Regions from separate parts of the Mus musculus genome. Here region 1 is linked to region 2. Evidence: chromatin contacts called from public Hi-C data. All regions are on one chromosome and are shown on one strand. The core of a region is the stretch at or near the end of the contact, and the rest is flanking DNA. Distances in the headings are between cores, read along the strand shown.

What was found. Hi-C and Micro-C count contacts between places; a contact is called where the count stands out from the background.
Region 1: a Hi-C map of centroblasts shows a contact between it and region 2, with 1.6 times the contacts expected there. A contact is called at or near these places in 8 of 39 promoter capture datasets (3T3-L1-derived adipocytes, the C10 cell line, the HPC-7 cell line and 4 more), 19 of 484 Hi-C or Micro-C datasets (B cells, CD4 T cells, the G1E-ER4 cell line and 12 more), 15 of 130 datasets of targeted methods (CD8 T cells, the G1E-ER4 cell line, the HPC-7 cell line and 8 more) and 3 of 9 other capture datasets (adipose tissue, liver and pancreatic islet).

Annotation. Positions count from the first base shown.
Region 1 is chr19:29,429,793-29,432,492 of GRCm38.p6, reverse strand. All of the region lies in intron 2 of Pdcd1lg2 (programmed cell death 1 ligand 2), which reads right to left. Among named protein-coding and RNA genes, the nearest start is that of Pdcd1lg2, 20 kb to the right of the region's middle.
Region 2 is chr19:29,366,058-29,368,811 of GRCm38.p6, reverse strand. It overlaps Cd274 (CD274 antigen), which reads right to left and starts at 1,374. Exons shown (of 7, transcript NM_021893.3): 1 at 1,306-1,374. It also overlaps a transcript of Plgrkt not described here.

The DNA.
Region 1 (2,700 bases), core at 78-2,577, 64 kb before region 2:
TTTCAGCCTCCTGCGTGCTGGGGTGGCCAGGGTGTGGCCATACTCAGCTTGCCAGTCTCTTTTAATTCAAACTTCCATTATCCTTCAAACCTTAGAAATGAATAAGATTGCTTGCTTTGGCATTTTTCAAGTATCCAAAATATTAATCTCACTTCTGGAGGAGCAGGGAGGGAAAGGGGAGCGTGGTGAGAAGACTCCTAGCCTGCCTGCATTCACTTCTCCCTGAGGCATACTTCACAAGAGACCACACGAATCAGCAACTGTGGGTTACCACCCAGCATACCAGACAGTGATTTTCACAAATGAGCTTTACCAAAAATGACTGGACAGTTTATTACCTCCATTCTCTGCTTTGACTACAACTAGAACATTAATGCACATTTTACACAGATCTGTAGTGTGGAGGAGATGCACACATGCCCAGCATTTGTTTGTGTAACATGGGGCCCAGGAGAAAGGCTCTAAGGTATATGCTTCTATGCAAAACAATGTAAATCATGCGTGTCCTTGCTGGATCAGGCTGAAAAGACCCTCGGATCATACTAGTAAAAAAAAAAAGGATGTAGCTCAGGAATTCCTGTATGATTCCATTCTGTAGAGTCCTTTGCATGCTGAAATAACAAGTTCTTATGTACTTAGTGTTTAGATCCATTCTTAGGAGAACTGTGATGATTAAGTCTTAATTCGATGGGATTTTGAAACACCTAGGAGTCTTAACTGAGCAGGGAAGATCCGCCTGGGAGTGACAGCATCTCATGGACTGGGGTCCTGGGTTAAGTAAAACCGAGAAAGTTAGCTGAGCGTCAGCATCCCTTTCTTCCTGCTTCCTGATGTGACAGCTGCCTCACATCTGCTACCGCGCCTTCCCAACCACTGTGGACTCCTGTGTCCTCTCCAATGGTGAAACAAAATGAACCCTTCTCCCTAAGGTCGCTTCTGCCAGGCTGTTACTTAGGTACCAGCCAGGGAGAAAAGTGACTAAATCAGAAATCATCTCTAAACCCTTCACTCACTTGTAACTAAAAGATACTTTGTTTCAAATCCACTCTGCGGCTCCCTAGGGGGCGGGAAGCATAATCATCCCTCATCAAAGATATACTAAGCTATTTTCTGAGCATTTAGCTTAGGAATTTACTACTACTAAAGTCTGTTTCCCCTTTTAAATTTCAGATGCCCAAACGGAAAACAAGGAGAGAGGTGGTGAAGGGGAAAGAGGAGTGTGCAAGGAAGATAACTGGCTGGGTAGATTTGGAGATGTGTTAACAGCTAAGCTGTTTACCGCTCTATCTTTTTTTTCTCATGAGAGAGGAGAGAGAGCCCATAACTTCCTCTGGAACTCCCCTGTCATTACCGCAGAACTTCCCTCATCCCCTGCCCCAACCTTTTATAAACACATGGCTTCTCTTTTTTTTTCAACCCCACTCCACCCCCACCCCTTGCAGAATAAATGCCTTGAGCTTTAGAAATACATTTTACCTTTCAGATAGGTGACTTTTGGGGGCTTGGGGGTAGTATTTACAAGAGGAAAGAACAATGACCTGACAAACCGTGCATCGGAATACTTCACAATGACTGAGACTTGTTACTTAGACTAACTTCACCTCAGGTATAGCTTCCAAGACATGCAAAGCTTTGGGCTTGATTTCTCACAAAATGGGTAGTTTAGGAGATGCAACATACGTTTGAAATTCTATAACTTTCAGCTTTTTTGTGAATCACAGAGGAAATGAAACCACTTGTAATGGATTCTGTACACAATTCTTTCTCAGGGCTGGCTGTCAGCGGGTTAGACTAACCAAGCAGAAGGCCTCAGCCAGTCTGACACAGGAGCCTTCTGGGACACTGCCTCTGCCCACTCATGGTTGCTTTAACAAAATACCTGTGTGCTGTGTACTGAAGTTCAAGATTCTGGTGGTGGGGGCTCCAAGAAGCTTGGCGCCAGCACACAGCCCTGCCTGTGTGAAGAAGCAGAAAGGGATGGCCATACTCTTGGGGTAGTTTCCCGTTATAACTACCCACTCTTCAAAGACAGATGGGACTCTTTTTATCAGTGTGGACGTTTGGGATTTAATTAACTTCTGTTAGACCCTACCTCTTAAAGCTTACACCACTGCCCTGGAGGTATAAGGGAACAGGAACCTTTGAGGAACATATATCTAGACCATAGACCATAGCAAAGACTTTTTTTTTTCTTAGAAAAAAATATTAATGCCCAAACCCTAATTCGCATTCTTTAGATGAAGTTATTATTGGGGTAAGCAGACATTCGTCTTGCCGTTTCCCTGGAGCTTCTAACTTGCAGACAGTATTGAATAAGTCTAACTAGGCAGATCAAACATCTGCAGTTGCAAACACCGACGACCACCTTGCCACCTGAAACGTTGCTTTCAGCGTCACCTGAGCACTAATTAGAAACACAGTCTCTCAGGCTTGCCCCAAACCTAAAACCCAGGATCTGTGAGGCAGACTTAGGACACTGTGTAACTGGGGAAAGAGTGATAGTTAACCTTTATTAAACACACTGGTCCCAACACCCAGGGACTCTTCTATCCTCTGATTGGTCCTCTGTCATCCCTCCTTAGTAGGTGATACTGTTCGTATTTGACAGGTTTTAAGAAGAACAGTTTGCTTAAGGCCACTGAGTGGTGTCTATGGAAATGGAACACAAATTCATCTCTAGCTATAATTCGCTCTCCTCTC
Region 2 (2,754 bases), core at 125-2,624:
GATCAAAAGGGGAAATTCAGGGACCATGTAAATCAGCATGGCCTTTGACCTCTAAACCTGCACCTCTTACATGGGCTAAGAGTCCAGGGTCACCTTCTCCCTCCCTCCGGCAAGAAACTGTAACCTTTCACAAATTCCCAGACAAGAGCTGAGAGCCTTTCACAGAACAGAGTTTAAAGTAAAGAAGTGACGCTCATTCAAGATGGGGAAATAGGTTTGTCCCAGGGGAAGTCCAGATGAAGATCTTGGAACGCCACTTCTTTATCTTCCCATGGGGGGGGGGGGCACGGGGGGGGATGGGGGGGGGAAGAGTGCCTGGGGCGGGGAGGGGAAGCAGATGCAAACTTCCTTTCTCAAAAGAGTGAAAATTTACCCAGTTTTCAAATTCTATCAAATGATCCTGAACCCTGTGCTCAAATCCATCCCTTCTCCATCCCTCCTTAGAGCAGCATATAACCACTATCATGTCTTCCTATCTATGATGCTCAGCTGGGAAAGGTGAATATTTTCCCTGTATAAAGTTCTCCTTAAACACCGCTTGGTCACTATCATCATCAGCTGCGGATACTTTCTGGAATGTATTCTCAGGTTGTTGTTTTTTTTTTTTCTACACAAAGGCCTTTCAGACACTCAAACATAATGAAGTACTTATACATATAAGAGTTTATCTAAATGAAATACCTAGCCATATTCCAGACAGTCACATACACAGATGGTCAGTGGATGACTGAGCTAGTAAGGCACTATTACTAACCTGTGCATTCCTCAGTGGGAGAGTGATGCCCTTTAATAACCCAGCACAATGGAATATAGCAATTAAAAAAAAACTGGCTAAGTAATTCATAGGAAAGCACCTGTAATAATTTATTTTTAAAAAAAGATAGAATATTGTACTTTCACCTCTTATGACAACCCCAACCTAAACTTTAACATAGCCTAGGTCACTGTATCTAAGAACTGTTTGGGACATTTTCTTCCAAAAATCCTTTAGGTTCTCTGGGCAGATAGAATGAAAATCTTAAGCTCCAGCATCCTAGACCTCGACAGAGGAAGGGACCTCCGGAGATGCTTCAAGTGGAAAGACCCAGTCATTGCTAGCAAACAGTCAAGTCGCGCTAGGACCAATTAATTCATCTCTTCTGACCCAGCTACCTACCCACAAGATCCATAAACACACAAAACTGCGGATTCTGAGTTCTTAACTTTCCCAGGAAACCGGTTCCCTTCTCCGTCCTAAAAAGGTCTAGGGATTCTGGCTCTTTAAAGTGCCCTGCAAGCGGATTCCGCGAGAAGATGCTCCCTTACCTGCAGGCGAGGAGACTGGCCCGCGACGTGCAAGTGCAGCCTGGCATGAGGCTTGGGGACCACGATTTCCTGGTCTTATCTCGAGTTCAGAGCCCCGCCCACTCCGCGGAAGCCTTGTCCAACCTCCGCTGTCTGTGAAACCGAAGCCACCCAGTCCCTTTGAGCATGAGTTTATCTCATAGTATTTCCTGCGGATGACTTTAGAGTCAGCTTTGGGATATTCACAGTTTAAGAAAAAACGAAACTAGGCTTCGGTGCGGTGACACACGCCTTAATTCCAGTACTCAGGAGCCAGTGGCAGGTGAGTCTCTGGTCTATAGAGAGAGCTCCAAGACAACCGGGCTGCTACTGAGAGGCTGTCGATAAAAACAAAAACAAACAAACACTATTTAAAAACGAAACTAAAAGTGAAAGTGAAACCTGCATTAGCTTTCTTGTAAATCAGGTTCCCTCAAAGAAACAGTCCAGAGTAAACAACTCAGCTCTATTTTGGGTGGGAGTGGAACCTGAGGTCGGGGGTGGGGGTGGGGGGGAGCGTGTGCTTGGAGATCCACATAGGTTGCCTTCCTCTACAGCTCCCACCTTGATTTTTGAAAGAGGGTCTCTCTTACCTAACCTCGGGCTCGCAGCTGGCCAAACTAGCCGGCCAGCGTGGTCCAGGGATCCCCATCCGCGCCCCTGCTGCCAGGGCTAGGGTCTCAGAAATGGGCCATCACTGCATTTATTATGGGTAATGAGGACCCGAATTTCAAATCTTCAGGCTTGAGCAGTGAGCGCTTTAGAAGCAAAATATCTGAAGTCATAAGATCTCTGACTTAAATTTTATCTTCAGAATCCAGACACTTCAAATTACCATCCGATTCCCCATCTCTTTCAAGCCCTTTCTGGATACGTGGATACGTGACAGTCTTGACATGACTTTACATATAGAGTTATACAACCTATAGAGTTAATATCAAGCAAATGACTCAGTTTTAATTCTAGAAAGTAGGTGTGTCTGTATAATAGGAAATATATTTTTAAATCGTGGATTTGGTGACTTCCTCAAAGTTCCTCGACATAATGAAACCAGTTGTCTTGCCGTTCAAGAACTTCCCATCTCGAACCGTGCCCTTTGTGAACGCTGTGGATCACGGCCAGTCTCGGGATCCAGGTGGGGGAAGTCTATTCTAAATGATGTTGAGAAAGACTTTCTGCGAACTGGAAGTGTGGACTTTTTCCAAGACAAAACCTTGGGAACTCCACAGAGCACTGTCATCTTTAAACATTTCACTGTTGGACTTCAAGGGCCTTCTTCATTCTCTGCTTTCCCCCACTTACTTACTAAAACTACTATTCCAAAGTAGTGCACTGGGTGAATACTGGGGTGTCCGCTGGCTTAGTTGTAATGAGATTTTCACATTCTCAAAGCATCTCCATTTTTAACTTGGAAGTCATTGGGGTTGATGC